Regions from separate parts of the Mus musculus genome. Here regions 1, 2, 4 and 5 are each linked to region 3. The links are chromatin contacts, called in public HiChIP or PLAC-seq and promoter capture Hi-C maps. All regions are on one chromosome and are shown on one strand. The core of a region is the stretch at or near the end of the contact, and the rest is flanking DNA. Distances in the headings are between cores, read along the strand shown. Region 1 overlaps Adam22 (a disintegrin and metallopeptidase domain 22). Region 2 holds the start of Dbf4 (DBF4 zinc finger). Region 3 holds the start of Steap2 (six transmembrane epithelial antigen of prostate 2). Region 4 holds the start of Rundc3b (RUN domain containing 3B). Region 5 has its middle 36 kb from the start of Steap4.

Region 1 (2,700 bases), core at 75-2,574, 2.7 Mb after region 3:
TATATATGTATGTGTGTACATACATACTTATAAGTAAGACAAGAATCCTTCTGTTTCTGGCACTACCCAGGGTTACGTGAAGTCATAACGATAGTTAAGGAGCTCACTTTTCCAGACTGACACTTGAAACACACCTTTTCCCACAGCATCTTTTCTGCATGGACAATGGATGTCTCTTCTACTTAACCCTATTCTCAGATCCTCCACTCACACCACACTATAAACACATGAAACTACTTAGACTACAAATTCCCCTGTGTGGTTTCTTCTCCAGAATTAAACCAGCATATGAAGCTCTTCGAGGAGCATGGAGATCTCATGGGGAACCATGTGGGTAACCACCTCATACATTTAAAAATATTAAAGCATCTTATATTAGCATGTATCATCAACATTAGCATAAGCTAGGTCAATGGTGGTTCACACCTGTAATCCTCACCCTTGAGAGGTAGAGAAAAGAACGAGAGACTTGAGAGTTCAAGGGCAGCCTCAGCTACATAGATCTCCAAAAGGAAGTGGGTGGAGAGATGCACTGAGATGGCTCAGAGCATAAAGCTGACTGATTCCAAGCCTGGTGACCTCAGATCTGTCCCTGGGACTTCCACTATCTACCAATAATGAAAGGAGAGAACTGACTCCCACAAGTGTTCTTCTGACCTTCACGTATCCACATGGCACGTGTTTGTGTACACACATATACGTACACGCATACACACACACATACATACATACACGCATACATACAAACATACACACACACAGAGTTAAATGTTGTTTAAAAGTCAAGTACATAGTTGATAAATATTCAGTTTATATTATCACTAAATTTTGTAATATGCTTGTGTCTTATACATATTAACTACTTAATTATGAATGATGAATTGGTGTTTAATCCTATAACTTTATTAGTATTAAATAACACATTTTCACAAAATAAATATAAAAATTAGAAAAGGTTAAAACAAAATTATGATACAAGACTTATCTGGGACTTAGCTTCAGTGAAAAAAATTTAAGTACTGCCTTAGTTTATAACTGCGGTTAAAAATTAAAGAATGACCATTCAAGAAAATCCTCACCTGAATATGTCCCATGAACTCAAATCTATCAGAAACCTCATATGACACTCTCACAAAAGACCAAACATGGTTGTCTCAATGAAGATGCTGCTCCTGGCAGCAAATGGCACAGCCTGCTGAGTCAACTCAGCCCAGAAGGTTAAATAGCTTGGATTTATTTTTGCTAGGGGAGACAGGGCTATAAGCTGACATGAGCGATTGTGTCATGGTGATTTAGGAGTCCATGAGACAGTAAGACAGCTTTATGTGGTGGAATGTCAGCAGGCTCACAGCCATCCAAGTTCCTGCCAAGTCCTCTGTCATCCCGGCCCCTCAGCACTCAGGCTCTGACTTTTCTGACAAGCTCTGCCTTGGTGTCAAAGCAAAAGGGACTCAGATTTCAGTTCCCAGTGTCATTATGCAGGTCCTCAGAGAACCAGGGCATATTGTAGACAGTACTCTGCTTGGAGCAGCAGGAATACTTGTGGGAAAGGAAGGAAAGAGAGCGCACATTAGACACTACCTGACTAAAAATTTGAATATCTACTGGAAAGAATTTATAACTACAGCAAATGTCTCAAAACTCTATTAGTCAATAACATAATGGTCTTAGATTTTTTTCTTCATATCTTTGAGACAGAAAATTGAGAGAAAAAAAAAACCTAAAAATGTTTCCTGAATACCTTGACAGGCACAGTGCTGAGCAGCAGACAATAGTAAGTATGAATTACCAAGTCTGAGATCCAAGACTACAGTCTATCTCATGGAAACAACTCCACACAGATATCAGTGTCTGGACACACATACACCCACACACTCACACACACACAGCCCACACAAAAGCACACACAATTGTATGCTACGCCCGAGGCAAGTCTGACTCGGAGTAGCCTGTAAAATGCCTCCTCATTCCTTTATGCTGAATATGCATCCTGCAGCAATAAGGCACATCGTCACTCTCCTGCTGCAACGGATCCCTGTCCTGGTGCAAGACTTTCAAAGTGTCAGGCTCAGCCAGGATGGAGTAGTGACTGACTGAGCACAGGAAGCTGGGAGCCACGGGGTCAGAGGAACAAGAGCCAGGGCAATGATGTGAGGAAGGAGGCCTTCTGCACAGAGTGTGTGATACATACACAATGAAGAAAATGAACGAGAGCCAACAGAAGTGGAATCCAAGAAAAAGAGGAAGGGAGTCACATGAAATACTACCACACAGTAAGTGGAAAAACGAAGAGCTTGTTGACCTGTCACACATTTCCAAACCACAAAAGTAAGCTGTGTCCAGCACGCGTACCAACGCTGGTGCAAGCCACCCTCCAGAGGACTGCGTTTGTTTCCGTTGCTAAGGGAAACAGAGGTACTTGACAGAAAGAAGAGGAAAGCTAAGGTACTCTAAAGGCTGCAGAGAAGCATTTCCTAGGTTCACAAGAAAATAAGGAACAAAACGGTGGCCAAGCTCGCAGACAGGTTACAAAGAAAGAGAGGGAACGCATTATTAACCAAGGAACAGTCCATAGAACAAGAACAAGGAGTTGGAGCAGAAACACAGACAGAGTCCTCCCCAGGCATGGATCAACACTCCTGTGCTGGGTGCTTGCTACATGACTGCCTCCACTCACCACCGCAACAGAACACAATACAA
Region 2 (2,700 bases), core at 100-2,599, 2.7 Mb after region 3:
TCTTTTCATTTCTGTCTTGGATGCCACCTGTGATTACAAAAGAATCAGGCAACATTTTATGCAGACAAATTTTTAATTTATTTTACAAAAAATGTTCAACAGCTTTATTGCAGAAAGGAAACATTACTAGTCATAACAAATTAAGTCATTAGAATCTAAATGTTTTCCCTAATATTACCACTTAGGATGAAGGCAAACTGTCCTGTATGGTTTCCACAAAACTCTATACTGGAGAACAAGAGCTGAATCAGCAGAAAATAGTTATTATTTACTCCTGTTCCGTGTATGAAGCAGGAATTCTATAGAGCTGTTCTGGAAAACTTACCTTCTCATGGTGTAAACGTCATGTGGGTAATTAACAGGTCGGTGAAAACCCAACACAGGTGTTTCAAATATTTAAAGCTTATTTACCTAGGTAGCCACACACACTCATCTAGAATAAACAACCTAATTCTTAGGGGTTACTAAATGCTGGCATTTTGGTTTCATAGTTTGTCTAGTACTTAAAAGAACTAGACGAGGGAGTTCATGCACTTTGTTTACATATTAAGAACCTAAGCCCACTAAGGACTATGCCATCCATCTTTTATTTTAAAAGCAGATGAGAATCAAACATCTTCTTTAAACTTTCGAAGACAACCTGCACTTTAGTACTTAGTTACTAGACACACATGCACCTCTTAGGAATTTTCCCTATAATGAAAATTTTTTATATTAAACATTGAGATTGAAATCTGCTTTTGTCTATGAGGTTGAAACACACACACATACACCTCTCCGTCTCCCTCACGAGTGACGGGAACAGTCACAAATGGGCGTGGGCGCCTCCTCCGTGGGGCCGTCGGGGACCCGCGCATTGTCTGAAGCCTGCAGCCCCGGGAATGCCGGGTCGCTCGCGGCCGAGGCGGGGAGAGCATGAGGGGCCCGGCCAGCGTCGGTCCCTCACGGAGACCAACACCGAACGCCTCGCGGGCGCCGAGAACCCACAGAAACGCAAAAGCGGCAAGAGGCCCTCCGCAGGAAGACTCTCTAGAACCCTCCGTGGAACCAGCCAGGCAGGAAACGATTAAAGGGACCGCGGCGGGGGAGGGGCTCCATACCCGGGAGAGGTGCTTTGCTGTGGATCCTCATGGTCTCGAGGTTCATGGCAGCCACCAGGCACCTACATGCTGGGTCCGCACCGGGGGCCGCATGGAACGGCCGCGAACACAAAGCTCCCAGGGCCTCCCCGGCCCCGGCTCCGGCCTCGGCCTCGGCGCCGGGCCGCGCTTGAGGGCCGGTTCCGGCGCGGAGGCTCGGAGCAGGAAGAGGCTGTAGCTCAGACCCGGGAGCCGCGGCGGTTAAAGATTTGAAAACGCGTCACGCGACCGCGGCGCCCAGACGCGCTCCCCGCCCTTCCTACGCCGGGGCCGGCCTCGCGCAGGCTCCACCTGCCCCGCCTCGCGCCCCGCGGGCCCCGCCCCCGGATGCTGACCACGCCCCCGGCGCGCCAGCCCGCGGGGCCTCAGACCCGGCTCTCCCGCGTCCTCCTCGAGTTCCGGCTCCGCTCTGCATACTTGGAGTGTGGGGCAGCCAGGGCGGTGGACGCGGTTAGCCTCGGAGGCTTCACCTCGTGGTCGACATCACCTGCTAGGCTGGCTGAGACCCGGGCCTTGCAGTCGCCTCGCCACCAGGTACTCCAGTTAACCCTGTGTGGGACGCGGGGCCGGCCCTGGGCTCCCGCCGACCTTGCAGACGGGCCGCAAAGGTCCCGGGTGGCCGCGGTGGCGGCGGGGCCGGGGTCCACCCGCCGGATCCGACTCTCGCAGCCCTTTGGGTACTTTGTTCTGTACAGACCTGTTCTTTCTCTCTGTGTGTATAATTGTCCTTTTTGTAGCAATAAAAGAGTGGAAAATGAAGTCTCAGGGTTTTTCATCTGTAAAACGGGAATACGGGATTATGGTCAAGACGAAATTCAGGCGTACGTGATTTGTTTTAATTTTGCTTTGTAAATGAGAAAATGCCTCACAAAACTTGTTTGGAGTATACTTCTGCTCTCACCCATACAGACGTTATGCTTTGTACTGTTCTGCATTTCTTAACTCCTGGCTATAATAGACACTCCTTATAGTATTGATTTTTGATGGAGTACCCTCAAGACAGTCAGTACAAATAAGTATATTCAGGCACAGACAGGTGAATTGTGAGACTATTCGCCAAAGACAACATCAAGTTGGATTAGCATTGCTAAAAGAAATGATTTTGTTTTAAACAGGTTATGGACGGAGGCTGGAGCGACAGTCATCGAACTGTCTATCTGTATTAAACTGCTTTAGACAGTCGGAGCTAATTTGTAATCTCAAGAAATGTCCGGAGGAGGGAGCCAGAAAGGGAAATATGTTGAGACATTGTACTGATGAATTTGAATTAATATACATGTGCTTAACAGACCTTGAGAAGGAGGAGCAAACATTTTTTAAAAATGAGGAGAGGATTCAATTTTCAAAGCGTAAACTACGGAAAGGAAACAGAATTTCCATGTTTGTAAACTGGTTCAAATGTTTGAGAAGCACTAATACAGAGTAGAATTAAAGCCACGAGGGAAGGGGGAATGCCTTGGAGTAGAGCTTGTGAGATGAAGTGGAGAGTCAGGGGATGAGGCAGTGCGAGTGAGGAGAGGGAGAGCAAGCTGAGTTGGAAGAGACTGGGAACAAATCTTAA
Region 3 (2,700 bases), core at 24-2,523:
CCCATCTTTCACAATTAGCTAACTTATCACTGCTGAAACTGCCCCCCAGCCCCAGCCCCAGCCAGCCCACCCCGCCCAGACTAGCTGAGAGGCAGAAACCGCAGTGAATGCCACCATCTCAGGAGCATCTCCAGGCAGCCTGATAGCTGCCCCGGTGCAGCTAAACACTCTGGTTTTCCTATCTTACGTTTCCAAATAGGTTATCTTGAGGATGCGGGGGATGGAGGGGGGGGGGTGAGTACAGTGTCAAAGAAAACATCAACTCAGTAAATAAGTAATTAAAAAAACTATTAAAAGGGTGGTGGTAGGGTAGACTAGAGAGAAGAAGGTTGCAAGCAGTGGGGTGGTTAACTGGGGCTTTAGGTAATCAAGTACTGAGGGTTGAAGTGGGGGCAGGAGTCTGAATTTTATTTCACCTACAGTGATGGGCGATAATTAAATGTGGGTCAGAATAAGTTTTTCTACTTAAAAACAAACAAACAAACAAACAATCTGCCTGAAGAGTAAACACTGACACCAATCCTGCTTCACAGGATAGTGAAGATAATAAATGGAATTCTCCCCGACCACAGGAAAAATAAAATCTCTTTATCTCCCTATGTTATTTTCAGAACAAGATTTTTAGGGCATAATTTTCAACAAGTTTCAGCTGAGGCTGAACACGGGACGCAGAGGTAATTAAGGACACTGAAAGACCAGACCAATTACTTCTAAACGCAAAATGGCCTGAGCACACCCGGATTACATGACCGGGTTTATAAGCAAAGCCACTGCAGGCATTATTTACCTGTTTGGCAAGCAGTGCTGTACGACAGTGAAAAGTGCCGCATCAATCCAAAGTGGCTGGCAAAAGTAACCTGCGGGTCCTTTCCCTTTCGGGCACATCCGACCTGGGACAAGGTCTCTCCTGGCCTCCTTTCTGTTGGGCCCGGACCCGAGGACTTCCCAGAGCTCTGGGAAGACCGACGGGGATAAGGGGGCGGAATGCGTGCGACGGACGCCCTCCAGCACCCCTCCCACTCGCCCCCTGGCCAGCTCCAAGCCCCCCCCGGAATCCGGGAGGAAAGATGCGGCTCCCGCACAGCACCCGCTGCTCGGCGACCCCGGATCGGCCACCTCGGCGCTCTGGCCACCCGGCTCACCTCCACGCCCTCTTCTCCGAGCCACGCTCGCAGCGCAGCGCCGTGGCTCCCCCGCGCCGAGGGCCCGCCGAGCTCCCGGGCCTACGGAGTGCTCCTCCCGCCCAAGCTCCTCCTGCCCCCGAGCCGGACCGCGCCGCGCCGGGGAGGTGGAGCAGGAGGAGGCGCGCGGAGGCAGGGCTGGCGGTGACGCGCAGGGGGGCGCGGGTCGGTCGGGGCAGAGTGCGTGGGGACCCACCCGGCCGCGGTCCCCACGCCTGCGCGCGATCTTGCGGAGACCCCCCGTGGGAGCAGCCCTACGTGGATCCCGCCCGCGTTTACACTCCACTACCTCCGAGACGCTCGCCACGCCGCCCCGGACTTGGCTTTGATTAGTGCCCTCCTCCCTGTCCACCCCCCTTCTCCCTACTCTGTTCCACACAAACCTCGAAGAAAGTGCGCTTTTTTTCTCCCTTTCGGCTGCATCATGTCCTTGAAAGGGAATGATCAGAAATGCCCTTCCACGAACCGCATTTTAAAACTCCCTGGGACTGGAGGCCCTTCTCAGCCGTGGGCTGTAGGGGTTAGTCTGTGGACTCTGACCTTCCCTGTCGCCGGTGCCCCCGAGCTCTGTGCGGACTGGAAGGTGAAGCCGAGTCAGGAGACCAGCGTGCCTGCGGAGAGCTGCAGTGGCCTTGGAGCATCCAGGGTTCGCTGAGCTGTGTAAGGGCACCTTGCTTTCTCTAATCCCCCCCCCCCCCGATTTTGGATTAACAAGTAGATGGGGATCTTTTATTTACCTTTTTAGTCAAAAGTGTCAGTGGAGATTTTTTTTTAATATAAAACCAATTTGTCGAAAATTGTCAAATTTACTTCCCCCACCCTCAGACGTTAGTAAATTCTCATTTCAGCAAATTAGGTTTAAAAATTATCTTTCTTGGTGGTTTATTAACTAGACAAATCAGAACAAAAGCAGAAGAGGGTCTTAGATCGATCCTCAGGGCACTGCACTTTCCCCTTTGAAAGGCATACACAGATTAACCTCTGCAAGTTCAACCTGGGAAACATTCTTTGTTTGATCCTTGTGAAAAGCATCTCTTCCCCACCCCCAAATACATACAGCTGAGGTTTAAAGTTTAGGCACAAACTCCGCTGTTAGTGATGTATTAGGGGGAAAGACTGACAACTGGGAAATACTTTCCATTTTGGTAACGGGGAGAAAAAAAATCCTTACATTTTATATCAGTGTTTATTGTTTCACTTCAACTACTGTCAAATAGTGAAAACAGCAGGGTATTTCTAACACTTTTGGAGGACCAGTGGAGGAAACTGCTGTGTCCTTAGCATTTGGTGAGAAGATGTAGCTTTCCAATCACATAAACAAAAGCATTACATAAGGTCTAGCAAAGGTTATCACGTTTTTATTCTCAGTTGTACAAAGCCATAAGTTATTACAGAAAACAGGTAAGTTGTACATTTAAAATATCTTTAAAAGCTGTTGAGACATGGACTCTGTTTATTTAAAAAAAAAAATAGTATGCGAAACCATTTGCCTCCCAAAAGAATGAATGAGTCAACAATT
Region 4 (2,700 bases), core at 27-2,526, 2.9 Mb after region 3:
GCTTAAATACTGAATGTCATTCCTACTACAGATATCTGCAATCTGCTTAAGATGCTAGCCACGATTTTACATAAGGAAAAAAAAAAATAGACATAAGCCAGAGAGGCAGGAAAGGTTTCATCATTTACCTGATAACAAGAGAATTATCAGTAGTTGATGATTAACCAGTATGATGGAACAAAATCATTTTTAACAGAGCGTATTGGCTCTGAGTAGTTACTAAGAGATGGATGCCTAGAATATTATAAGACTTAAAGAAAATTTATCAGCTTGTTCAAAATCAGTTTTTTTCTGAATTCTTGATTTATAGATAGTGATGATCTATTTCTATAATTCCTGGAGGAAGGGCTACATTTACAACCAGGAAGCACTTAAATAAATGCCCAAAAGGACTGACCAGGAGTCTTCCACAATTGCACAAGCACTGTAGTTGACAAGACTTAGATACCCAATACAGATAAGGGCCGAGGGAGAGGAGTGAAAATGCGTACGCCAACAAGCGACAGCAAGAGAACGCACAGGGATTTGGGGACATCTCAGTAACTACTACAGCAGCTGGATGCTGCTCTTCCTCCGCCCTCTTCTCCTCAGACGCAAGCTGGCCGGTTCCAAACGGTTCCTCCCCGGCTCCGCCCCGGCCCTCCCCGGGCAGCCTCCAAGCGAGGACCCTGAGACGCGAGGGCTAGCCCACGGCCTCGCGGGGAGAGGCTCCCGCCCCTCTGCAGGGCCCCGCTGGCCCGCGGACACGCGCGGCACGGGCCGCAGCGCCGAGCCCCAGCACCTCCCTCAGCCCGGCGCCCGCAGCCCCGCACCTGCACACGGTGATCAGGTTCCTCCTCTCCACCGCAGCGTTGCGGGCGCTCAGGCTCTTCTTGCCGCCGCCGCCGCCGCCGCCGCCGCGGCTCCCGCTCAGGCCCCCCAGGCTCCGGGAGGCCATGGCGGGCTCACCTCCGCGCCCCCTTTGTCTCCAGCGGTCCCGCAAGCCTCGCACACCTGTGTCCCCCGGCCTTCTCTCAACGATGGCAGCCCGCCGGGCGGGAGAGAGGCGAGGAAGGAGGCGCGGAGTAGGCAGGGTGTGGAAGGCAGTCAGTCGGGCACCGGTACCCAGGCTCCACGCGCGCGTGCACACACACTCACACACGCTCTCTCACACATACACACGCGCTCACTCACACGCACGCACGAGCCACCTCCACCCTCGCTCGCGCGCGCGCGCGCCGCCGCCGCCGTCCACGAGAGAAGCGCGCGCGGGCGGGCGGGCGGGAGGGCGGGCTCCGAGTCTCCAGGGACGCCGCACCAGCGCCCGGGCGAGCCTGTCACCCCGCAGGCCTAACCGCACGTCATTCTTCCAGCAGGGCGGAGCCGCTGAGGTGAAGCCCCCCTCCCCACGCCTGTCTCACTCAGCCCCCGCCCCCTGCACCTATGGGAACAAGGCCGCTACGGAGAGAGCCAATGACGAGAGGTGGGGGCGGGACCCGCCCCAGGAGCTTTTAAAGAGGCTCGCTTAAGCCCCGCCCTGGCGCGTGGGCCTCTGTCAGAACGCGGGTCGGCTCGTGCAGCACCTTGGTGAGCCCGGCGAGGCAGCCTTGGCTTGGAAAGCCGGCTTTGCTGTGCCTACTCCACGGTGACTGTGGTCCATAGTCACCCTGACAAGGCTAAGTTCATGGCAGATTCCTGGTCCTGAGGCTTCAGTAGCCTCAGCAGGAGAATGCCATAGTTGGGTGGGGTGGGAAGTGGGGGTTACCTAGAATAGAAGAAGAGTTCCATTTGTCCCAAACGCCCCCTTTGAACCTGACAAACAACGACACAGTGGCATCAGGGAGTGCGCCCATGGCATTTCTCTTCCCGTGAATCTGGTCAGAATTCACCTCATCTTACTCAGTGTCCAGCACAGCCTTGAAACCACATTGACCATAGAAAAACGAGTGTAGTGGGGATGTCCAGTCTTGGGTTCTGTGCAGTGAGATCTGAACTGAATTGCAGCTCGTGAGCCATGGAGGAGGTTTGTCAAGGGCAGAGGGAAATCCTGCCTTGGAGTCCCAATAAGCCCCTTGGGAGGACCACTTTGTAGTCTCTACTTCTCTGGCTTTACCTCTGGCTTTACCTATGGGAGGCTACGGGCTTGAGACCCTGACCTCTGACATTCACCTCAGACTGCCTGTAAGTATGTCCAGACTTCAGGTTTTGTTTGTTTGTTTGTTTGTTTTTAAATTTTGAAAATCTAAAATCAGGACAAAGTCTCACCTCTACCTCTTAAATATAATTATGTTAAAATAAAAATTAATTATTAAGAAAATTTCTACAAGGGAGCTAAAACCATCCAGTGGAAAAAAAGACAGCATTTTCAACAAATGGTGCTGGCACAACTGGAGGTTATCATGTAGAAGAATGCAAATTGATCCATTCCTATCTCCTTGTACTAAGGTCAAGTCTAAGTGGATCAAGGAACTCCACATAAAACCAGAGACACTGAAACTTATAGAGGAGAAAGTGAGGGAAAGCCTCAAAGATATGCACAGGGGGAAAATTCCTGAATAGAAGAGCAATGGCTTGTGCTGTAAGATCAAGAATTGACAAATGGGACCTCATAAAATTGCAAAGCTTCTGTAAGGCAAAAGACACTGCCAATAAGACAAAAAGGCCACCAAAAGATTGGGAAAGGATCTTTACCTATCCTAAATCAGATAGGGGACTAATATT
Region 5 (2,700 bases), core at 172-2,671, 2.3 Mb after region 3:
CAAGTGTATATGTGTATGGTATCTGTGTGTGAGAGTATGTATGAGTGTGTATGGTGTCTGAGTGTGTATGTGTTTGTGTTGTCTGTGTGGTGTGTATGTATGTGTATATATGTGAGTGTATGGGTATGGGGTATGTGTATGAGTGTGAGTGTGTGAGTGTTTGTATTTGTGGTGTGTGTAGTATGTGTGATATGTGTGAGTTGCATGTGTTTGTGTGTGGTATGTGTATATATGGGTATGTATATGTATGTGAGTGTGTGTGTTATATGTGAGTATGTGGTATGTGTGAGTATGTGTATATGCGTGGTGTGTGTATGTGTTGTATGTGAGGATACATGTGTGTGTGGTATATGTGTGTATGTATATATGTATGTATGTGAGGTATGTATGTGAGTGTGTGTGGTGTGAGTGTGTGAGTGTATGTGTGTGTGTGTGTCTGTAGTGGGGGAGTATGGTGTCTGTGTAGTCTGTGTGAGTGTGTACTGTGGTATATGTGAGCATATATGTGTGAGTGTGTATGTGTGTGTGTCCTCTTCAAATCTTTCATCAGTACTTTATAGTTTCATTACAAAGTTCTTTTCACCTTTTTGAATAAATTTATCCCAAATACTTTGCTTAGTTAGTTTTGATTTATTTTTCAGTTGTGTAGTAGAAATTCTACTAACTGTTATGTGTTGATCTTATATTCTGTAATATAACTGAATTTACCAATTTTAACGATGTCTTAACTGAATCTTCAGGGATTTATATATACCTCGGTCATGTCGTCTATACACAGCGATAGATGAATCCATGCTTTCCAGTGAGAATAACCCACATTTGCTTTTCTGTGACGCGGGGGTAGAGAGAGGAAGCATACGTGATCTGGAATCAGTTCGCTCTGCCCACCATCCATTCTTTGGTGGGTTCTGGGGCTCAAACTCATGTCCTGGCTTCACCAGCTGAGCCTCTCAGTTGCCTAAGCGCTGTCTGTTCCTGCCTGCATCTACATACTAGAATAGAACGTGCTGCCCTGTGTCGATGAAGGTGATACCAGTTCACGATTGTCTTTAGTAGCATGCATATCTAATTTAATTTTTAAAACGATAATCATTGTCAATTTCTCCTCAATTATACCAGGACCCCAACCAGCATCCCCTTCCTACCTGAATCATGTGACAGACATACCCTGTTCTGTCATCACCAAGCCTCTCTCTTCCTTACTCAGGTCTGTGCTGGGACTTTACAGCATGAATTCCCCAGACTCGTTTGCCCTCTGCCTTCCTAGTTTACTTTGTTGCTAGGAGCTCAAGGTGTGAAAGGTGAGGCAAAGCAGGCAATCATTCCTTCCAGTTTTCCAGTTCGGGGCGGCATTGGCAGCACATCTGCATCATATTAGCCCTCTACTTTTTCAGAAACACTTGGCATCAGTTAAAATGCTTCCCTCAGACATGAAGGAGCTCCTCCAGACACTGTAACCTCCTGCAAATGGGGGGAAAGATTATGAACAATTTAAAAATATTCAAATATGGTGTTCTTCTGCCACCTAATGGACAGGATTTGTAACTGCAACACCAGCAGCCCAACCTTTAGGGAATTTCAAAAAATTTCCTAAAGCTTTCTTCAAAAGCCCGCTCTCCACAAAATTGAAAATCTTAACGAATTTGATTGTTTTCTAGACAGATAACACTAAAGTTAAATCATGGTCAAGTAAACTATTTAAACAGCCCTAAGGAAATAGAAGGAGTCATTAAAAGTCTCCCAACCAAAAAATTAAAAATAAAAAAAAATTAAAAGCCCCAAGGTCAGATGGGTTTGCCATAGAATTATACCTATTTTCAAGAAAGAGCTAACACCAATAACCCTCAAATTATTACACAAAAGAGGAACAGAAAGAACACCGCCAAACTCATCCTGAGAAGCCACAGTCCCCCTGATACACAAAGCAGGCAAAGATATGACCAAGAAAGAGAACATCAGACCAACTTCTCATATGAACATTGATGTAAAAATACTCAATTAAATACTCTCAGACCAAATCCAGGAACACATCAAAAATACCATCCATCATGATCAAGTAGGTTTTATTCCAGGGATGTAGATATGGTTCAATATACGGAAATACATCAATGAATCCTTCACATAAATAGACTGAAAGAAAAAAATCATGTGATCATCTCATTAAATGCTGAAAAGGCCTTTGACAAAATCCAACATCCTTCATGCTAGAAGTCTTAAGAGAAATTAGGGATACAAGGCACATACCTAAATACAATAAAAGCAATATACAGCAAGCCAATATCCAACATCAAGTTAAATGGAGAAAAACTTAAAACAACTCCACTAAAATTGGTAATGAGACGAAGCTGTTTGCTCTCTCCATATCTATTCAACACAATACTTGAAGTTCTCGCTAGAGCAATAAGTCAACTAAGGAAATCAAGGGGACACGAATTGTAATGGAAGAAGTCAAAGCATCCAACCCAAAATTCTACCAGAGAACTCCTACCGCTGAGAAACACCTTCATCAAGATGGCTGGATACAAAATTAACTCAAAAAGAAACATTTGTAGCCCTGCTTTATACAAACAAAAACAGAGTAAGAGACAAGTTAGGAAGACAACACACCTTATAGTAGGCACAAATCATTTAATGTATTTTGGAGTAACTCTACTCAAGCAAGGGAAAGGCCCGTATGACAAGAACTTCAAGTCTCTGAAG

What was found. Promoter capture Hi-C pulls out the DNA fragments that hold promoters and counts their contacts. HiChIP or PLAC-seq counts read pairs in DNA pulled down with a chosen protein or histone mark.
Region 1: an H3K4me3 HiChIP or PLAC-seq map of stem cell-derived neural progenitor cells shows a contact between it and region 3, with 8 times the contacts expected there. The contact joins the enhancer-like site here to the promoter of Steap2 in region 3. A contact is called at or near these places in 6 of 39 promoter capture datasets (cranial neural crest, embryonic stem cells, frontonasal cranial neural crest and 3 more), 2 of 115 datasets of contacts at active chromatin or transcription factors (astrocytes and stem cell-derived neural progenitor cells) and 1 of 9 other capture datasets (embryonic stem cells).
Region 2: a contact with region 3 is called in a promoter capture Hi-C map of hippocampal neurons, with 5 times the contacts expected there. The contact joins the promoter of Dbf4 here to the promoter of Steap2 in region 3. A contact is called at or near these places in 6 of 39 promoter capture datasets (the 3T3-L1 cell line, cranial neural crest, hippocampal neurons and 3 more), 1 of 484 Hi-C or Micro-C datasets (embryonic stem cells), 7 of 115 datasets of contacts at active chromatin or transcription factors (astrocytes, embryonic stem cells, epiblast stem cells and 1 more) and 1 of 9 other capture datasets (embryonic stem cells).
Region 4: a promoter capture Hi-C map of cranial neural crest shows a contact between it and region 3. The contact joins the promoter of Rundc3b here to the promoter of Steap2 in region 3. A contact is called at or near these places in 2 of 39 promoter capture datasets (cranial neural crest and liver).
Region 5: a contact with region 3 is called in a promoter capture Hi-C map of second pharyngeal arch cranial neural crest. The contact joins the enhancer-like site here to the promoter of Steap2 in region 3. A contact is called at or near these places in 9 of 39 promoter capture datasets (the 3T3-L1 cell line, cranial neural crest, frontonasal cranial neural crest and 5 more), 7 of 115 datasets of contacts at active chromatin or transcription factors (embryonic forebrain, embryonic limb bud, embryonic stem cells and 3 more) and 1 of 9 other capture datasets (embryonic stem cells).

Annotation. Positions count from the first base shown.
Region 1 is chr5:8,355,212-8,357,911 of GRCm38.p6, forward strand. The region is part of intron 2 of Adam22 (a disintegrin and metallopeptidase domain 22); the gene reads right to left. Among named protein-coding and RNA genes, the nearest start is that of Adam22, 12 kb to the right of the region's middle. Within about 2 kb of position 1,325, at least 91 of the 459 cell types and tissues checked have an H3K27ac peak or open chromatin away from gene starts, as enhancers often do. A contact at or near this core is called in astrocytes and stem cell-derived neural progenitor cells, where this site is marked.
Region 2 is chr5:8,421,367-8,424,066 of GRCm38.p6, forward strand. It overlaps Dbf4 (DBF4 zinc finger), which reads right to left and starts at 1,350. Exons shown (of 12, transcript NM_013726.3): 1 at 1,101-1,350; 2 at 1-27. The coding sequence starts at 1,146. It overlaps Slc25a40 (solute carrier family 25, member 40), which reads left to right and starts at 1,472. Exons shown (of 12, transcript NM_178766.5): 1 at 1,472-1,673.
Region 3 is chr5:5,692,816-5,695,515 of GRCm38.p6, forward strand. Steap2 (six transmembrane epithelial antigen of prostate 2) reads right to left here and starts at 1,274. Exons shown (of 6, transcript NM_001103156.2): 1 at 1,143-1,274. The region is part of intron 1 of Gm40262 (a long non-coding RNA gene); the gene reads left to right.
Region 4 is chr5:8,621,676-8,624,375 of GRCm38.p6, forward strand. It overlaps Rundc3b (RUN domain containing 3B), which reads right to left and starts at 1,277. Exons shown (of 11, transcript NM_001347311.1): 1 at 813-1,277. The coding sequence starts at 937. The region is part of intron 2 of Abcb1a (ATP-binding cassette, sub-family B (MDR/TAP), member 1A); the gene reads left to right.
Region 5 is chr5:7,995,385-7,998,084 of GRCm38.p6, forward strand. No RefSeq gene overlaps it. Among named protein-coding and RNA genes, the nearest start is that of Steap4, 36 kb to the left of the region's middle. Within about 2 kb of position 1,422, at least 15 of the 459 cell types and tissues checked have an H3K27ac peak or open chromatin away from gene starts, as enhancers often do. A contact at or near this core is called in embryonic limb bud and second pharyngeal arch cranial neural crest, where this site is marked.